Linked DNA regions of Mus musculus: region 1 is linked to region 2. Evidence: chromatin contacts called from public Hi-C data. All regions are on one chromosome and are shown on one strand. The core of a region is the stretch at or near the end of the contact, and the rest is flanking DNA. Distances in the headings are between cores, read along the strand shown. Region 1 holds the start of Prkag2 (protein kinase, AMP-activated, gamma 2 non-catalytic subunit). Region 2 overlaps Prkag2 (protein kinase, AMP-activated, gamma 2 non-catalytic subunit).

The links. Hi-C and Micro-C count contacts between places; a contact is called where the count stands out from the background.
Region 1: a Hi-C map of liver shows a contact between it and region 2, with 3 times the contacts expected there. The contact joins the promoter of Prkag2 here to the enhancer-like site in region 2. A contact is called at or near these places in 3 of 484 Hi-C or Micro-C datasets (embryonic stem cells, liver and nephron progenitors), 1 of 115 datasets of contacts at active chromatin or transcription factors (hepatocytes) and 2 of 9 other capture datasets (adipose tissue and pancreatic islet).

The regions. Positions count from the first base shown.
Region 1 is chr5:25,099,353-25,102,242 of GRCm38.p6, reverse strand. It overlaps Prkag2 (protein kinase, AMP-activated, gamma 2 non-catalytic subunit), which reads left to right and starts at 1,601. Exons shown (of 16, transcript NM_145401.2): 1 at 1,601-2,232. The coding sequence starts at 2,119. Gm42232 (a long non-coding RNA gene) reads left to right here and starts at 2,240. Exons shown (of 2, transcript XR_880887.2): 1 at 2,240-2,390. It overlaps 2900005J15Rik (RIKEN cDNA 2900005J15 gene), which reads right to left and starts at 1,268. Exons shown (of 1, transcript NR_027851.1): 1 at 1-1,268.
Region 2 is chr5:24,952,059-24,955,087 of GRCm38.p6, reverse strand. All of the region lies in intron 3 of Prkag2 (protein kinase, AMP-activated, gamma 2 non-catalytic subunit), which reads left to right. Among named protein-coding and RNA genes, the nearest start is that of 1500035N22Rik, 32 kb to the left of the region's middle. Within about 2 kb of position 1,642, at least 38 of the 459 cell types and tissues checked have an H3K27ac peak or open chromatin away from gene starts, as enhancers often do. A contact at or near this core is called in hepatocytes, liver and pancreatic islet, where this site is marked.

The sequences.
Region 1 (2,890 bases), core at 352-2,851, 150 kb before region 2:
GAACACTTGACAAACCTGGAGTGATTTTTTCTTTTCTTTTTTTAGTGGCTGAGGGTAGCCTCCTTGGACGTTGGTATTGCGTCCCTCCAAACCTCTCACTTCTGCTTCTAAGAAGCAGTCTGAACCCTCAGTAGAATGATGTCTTTTGGGGTCCTGGGAGTCCTTTAGTGAGGAGCCAGGCTGGGGAGGAGGGTGACGACACCGACACCGGGTTAGAACCTTCAGAGGACTCTCCAGAAGCTGCTTAGGGATACTGGTTGGGGGCTCTGGGGAGGAGGTGTACTTCATTCTTGTTTTGAAAGTGTGGTAGCAGGATGTATACAAACTTACCTGATGAACCAAGGATCGCCCCCTTCCCCCCAGCTGTAGGGTTTTACCTAATTTGCAGGAACTTGGCTGGTACCGTGGAAATCCAGGGGATTGCTGGACCCAGCAATGGGTTTCTCATGGGACAGACAGGTCCTTTACTAAATCATGGTCTTAAAGTGGTAACCACATCCTCTACGGTGGGAGAGCAGGAAGAGGAGTAAAGGCCATCTCCTTACCCGTGTCATGTCTTCGTCAAAGGAACCCCTATCACGTTTATGCTATAGGTACTGTCCGTGTATTACTGTTTACAGGGAGCAGGTGGGCTGATGTTAGCTTCAAAGAGCTGGAGTGATCACTGGGGTCAGCCGGTATTCAATTCTGAGCAGGAGAGGAAGCACGCCCCTCACTCAGACCAGAAGCCAAGGTCCTGCTGCCTGGGAGGAACACCAGGGCCCTGAGCAGCCCGCAGTACCAGATCTGCAGCCAGTGGCTCTGAAGATCCGGGAGCACGTGGCGTGTTCGCCCTGGTTTCAGGCTCCGACGCACCCATTTCCTCTCGTGGTTTTAGGACTTCAGCATTTACTGAGACCAGAGCGCCTTTGCCAAAGATCAAGGTTTGTTGCGCAATCTTTGATGAATCTGAAAAGAACCAAGTTGTGGAGAAAAGCCTGCACTCACCACGCCACAGGCCGCTCTGGACAGGATGGGGTTCCCTACGCCGCAGGGGGGCGGCGTTGCGAGAAGCGAGTGCGGTCACCCGAACCACTTTGACCCGGGGCTTCAATCGTGGCGTGGTCGGGCTGCGGGTGTGTGTTTCCGGGGGCTGGACCTAAACAGAGACACAGCAAAACCAGATGGATCAGAATCAGCTCCTGGCGAGTCCGGAGCTGGCCTACCTTGAGACAGAGAGTGCACGGCGACCACCCGGGGGCAGCGTGGGCCGCGTGGAGTGGGACAGTGGCGCCGCACGCCGCGCACTTCCTGTTCAACGCGCGCGCCGCCTGCCACCGCCCAGCGCTCCCAGAGCCTACGTTGGTGCCAGACCCGGCCCCCACAGTTCCCCGGGTCCCGGGGGCCGCGGCTCAGAGGCCGCCCGGGGCGGGCGCCCTGCCCTATTCTCCCCTAGGGGCTGGGGCGCGCCCTTCGGCCCGCAGAACCCAGCCAGCCGCCGCCACAGTTTATTCCTGCGGCCACGCGCCAGCCCAATTGCGACGAGTCTTCGCCTTTGCACCTCCTCTTCCCCCTCTGCCCTCCCTCTCGCCCAAAGAGGAGGCCCTCCGGGTCCCAGGCTCCCTGTCGCTTTATTGTGCGGCCCAGGGTTATGCATTTCTCTACCAAGTGTCTCTGGCCACCGTTTCCATCGAGGCACAGACACGAGAAGGCTGTTTTCCAAATTGCTGTTGTTAATTGCACCTGCCTGGCCGACTACCTCTGGGAATTTGTGGGAGGAGCCGAGAGGTGGAAAATGTTGCTTCGCTTTGCAGAAGGAGGAAAACTTTATCACCCAGCACAAGACTTCTGCCACGCGTAACCAAAAGTAGCACGGGCCGAGACTCTGCACCCAATGATTCCGTAGGAGAAAGAGGACGCTCCAACCCGGCATTCCGCGGACTGCCAGCCCCTCGGGTGGAGCCCCGCGTGTTACCTGCGCCACCCGCCCTCCCCGCGGAAGTCCCCACGAGGTGTTTTCAGGGTGGGAGGACAGTCATAAAAAGCGCGTGGCTCCAGTGTAACGGCAGCAGTCCTGGGAGGCAGCGAGGGGACCGAACCCCGGGGACGAGGCACCGGAATTAACTTCTAGCTAAAGTTATGGGAAGCGCAGCCATGGACACCAAGAAGAAGAAAGAGGTTTCCAGCCCGGGCGGGAGCAGTGGCAAAAAGAACCCTAGCCTGAAGAGGCGGTCACTGCGAGTGCACATTCCGGTGAGTCCCATCCCTGGAGCTCCAGACTCCCGCGGCGCCTAGGCGGTTAACAAGGGACACTCTGCGCGCGCCGTCCTGTCCCTCCTGTCCCTTCGGGAGGCTGGGGAGGGGGAGGGGCAGGGCCCAAGCTGGGCCGCAGAGCCCGAGATTGGATCTTGGTCCGTACTATAGTGGAGCTATGGGATTGTCTAGGACAGAGGCAAGGGTGTCTGCTGGGAAGCGAGTACGAGAAGCGCGCTCCCGGGTGCGCAAAGCCTGGTGGCGGACTGGGCGTAGCCCTGGATCGGGCCGGTGCGGGTGCTGGGGAGGGGGGTGGTGAGTTGTGTTGTTTTGTTGAAAAGGACCTCTTGTGAAGTGCGGGGAAGCGTGAGTTGAGGAGCCGCCGCCGCCACCGGGGACTGAGGAAAGGAGTGGTGGGTGGGAATATCGCGGGGTGCCACGGTGAGGCAGCACCCCCAAATAGCTCTCCCTCCACACCAATTTCAGGATGCATGTGAGTCGCGGCTGGAGCCCTTTGCAGTGATTCCCGTGGTTTGACTCCAGGAATATTTTGTGCCTCGTGGAATTTGGGGGCTTGAGGTTTTCTCGGCTTACTATACAGGGCTATTGCTAACTTCAGCCCAGAATACCCTGCCACCTTGGTTGGACTCTGGTGACA
Region 2 (3,029 bases), core at 393-2,892:
CTAAGGATAATTCACAGGTTCTGATGGGCTAGATATTATTCATAACATACATATAGTATATGTTATATTGAGTGCACATACATATCATATAGAAGTATATATTCATAGCATGTTATATGTAATATATCCTTAGTGATATATGTATTTCAGCCAAAACCACATATTAACTAGACTAAATGAAAAGCAGATACTTGAATCTGGCATATATTTCTTGGCCCATGTATTAAAGATATTTATAACTCATAAAAATACATTCTATTCCTTTTCCTTTTTTGTTTTATTTTAAATATATATTAGTAAGAAAACGTTAATATCTGTAGTTCTGAAAACTGACTGAGCATGCCAAGGAGCTGTTGTTATGTGGTCATAAGCATCTCTATCCATTGTATTAGAAATTAAAACTGAGGAACTATGAAATACTGATTCATTTGCAAATGACAGAGATAATGTTGAAGTAAATGGTGTATTTTTAGAGAGTGTAAAGGGTCCAGAAACCAGTGTGTTTACTTACAGGGCAGCAGCAGGCACAGGCTCAGGTTCTACCCAGAGTCTGGAACCTAGGGATGAGGACGGGTGGAATGGACTGAGATCCCTCTGGAATGCGTCCCACGGAGGCAGGTGATGGAGAAGTGGCCTAGAAGAGTGACCTAGCAACTCAAATTGTAGGTTAGAGAGAAAGGGGGAAAAATGATAGAAGTCACGGGTGGGAGACTGGCACATGGGAAATACCGCTGGAGAAAAGAGGATCTACTAGCCTAAAAGTCACCTTGGTGTAATATGCCCAGGGAACAATGTAACTGGGCGAGCCAATGCCTGGGCTTGCTAACACGTAGGACTGGGCGAGCTGCTGTGTAGGCTTGGGCTTCTGTTTTCATTTTAGATTGCTTGGGGTTGCCTGGCAATTGGTCTTTGAGATAGGGTCTCATGTATCTTAACCTGCCCTCAAACATGGTTTCATATTTAAAGACAACCTTGAACTTCTGATTGCCTCCAGCTCTCACATGCTGAGATTTCATGCCTGCTCCACCCTGCCCAGATTTACAGGATGCTGGGGATAAAAACCAGTGCCTTGTGCGTGTTAGAAAGCATTGTACCAACTGAGCCGCACATGCAGACTTAGAAACAATCCTTGTGACCTGTGGCTCTTCTTAAACTCCTGTGGGTGGGATGTCACCTTGTCCTGGCACCCCTTAGGAGGGCCTCCCAACTGCATCTGGGCTGACCCTGCCTTAAGGGGTACCAAGCGTTGGGTGTGCTGAGGTCCCCCTATCTGCTAAGGAGGGAAGGCTGCTGCTACCCTCACGGTGCCATGGCAGAGGGAGCCCAGGTCGAGGGTGGCTGGAAGTAGACTCCATTAAAGTTCAGCTGTCACCCTTCTGCCAGAGTCAGGCGATCAGAGATGGCTGAGTGGACTTGGGTTCCAGACAGGCTGCCCCTCTTCTGGGATTTGTATTAATGGCGCCTGCTGGCTATCCAGTGCATGCGTTGTTGGGCATTTTTGATGAGTTAGCGGGTAAATCCAGGCCCAGAGCTCAGAGCTTCTGAAGCCACGCCTCTTCTTCAGCCTTGCCCAGCAGCCTGGAAGGCCGGTGCTCACTTCTCTCCACTGACATCTCTGTCCTGCCTTCTCCCTCTCACAGCCACGGTCCAGCATGGCCAGCCAGGCCCTGTAAAGTCACCTGCTCGTGGCTCCCTGGTGTCTGGAGACACTTGCCTGGCATTCTGTGTGGCTGCCAGGGTCCATTTCTGTTCACTCACTAGGCTTATTCATGTACTTGGCAACAGTCAGGGGGGAAAAAAATCAAAGCCATTGTTCAACCTCAGAGCTGACAACTGCCCACAGCAAAACCCGTCAGAAGCGGGGGGTGGGGGGATGCCTTCTCAGAGGAGACCTAACAAGGGAACCATCTGGGTCCCTTCTGGGGTTACTATGGGCATTGCCCACCTGGTATGAAAGCCACCTGCACTGGAAACCATCCGTGTTGCTCTCTAGGTCAAAGGCCCAGTCTCCCCGTGTCTCAGAGGACCTGCCCACCTCTGGCTATAGGCTGGCTGCTCCTCTCTGAGCCCCTCCTGCCTCGGGTACATAAGCATTCAACACAGGATGGCTCAGAGGGGCTGGGTATGCTTCTGGTTTTGCTTTTGTTCGTTTCCCCGCACCATACCTGGAGTGGGTCTCTGGCTTCCCCTTCCTGCTCTACCAAGCTGGGCCCCAGCAGCGGCTGAGAGCTACTGATGTGCAGAGGCGGCACTTGCTCTTGTAGATAGCCAAACTGTAGCCTGTCCAGAAAGAAAGCAGTAACAATCTCAGGAAACAGCCCACGCCCCAGGGTAGCTATGGCCATGGGCTAGCACGGTCATAAACTCACCTAAAACACTGTGAGATTCTTTTACGATTTTATTTTGTAGCTTGATGGTGTGGTTATTGAGCATAAGCTTTGCAAATGACAGCACCCATCCCAACATCAAAAGGCTGGACGTGCCACACCTGGGAGTTGTAAAGGGAATGGAGACAGGAAGCCCTTGCCCCATGATTTACTAATGGTGACAGCAATATTCAAACCGAAAATCACCTAGGAATGTCCTCACCAACCTAACAACCATCCCTAATTACTGAGAAGCCAGCACCCACGTGGTGACAATTGATCTTTGTCCCTCTCTTTCTGCCAACTTGGATCGAAAGCTGCCTGCCCAAGGCCACCCAGTATGGAGAACACTGAGCGTCCCAGGCTGGGCCCCCTCTGCACAGCCTTCCCTGTTCTTTAGCTCTTCTTCTTGCCCTTTCCAGGCACTGGGCACCTCCAGACTCTGTTCCTGTAGGCGTTGCTGTGGAGACCCTCCTCCTGAGAAAGTTCACATGGCTGAGATGGAATTTTACATGATTTTTGCATCTTTGGTCCTGTCCCTTGGTGGCATCTCAATTTAGTTACAGTAAAGGAGTTTGGGAGATGGAGTTAGGACATATGAACTATCTGTTTACTCGACAAAAAGAGGTGCATCAGTACTTAAATGTGCTCTGTCCACAACTC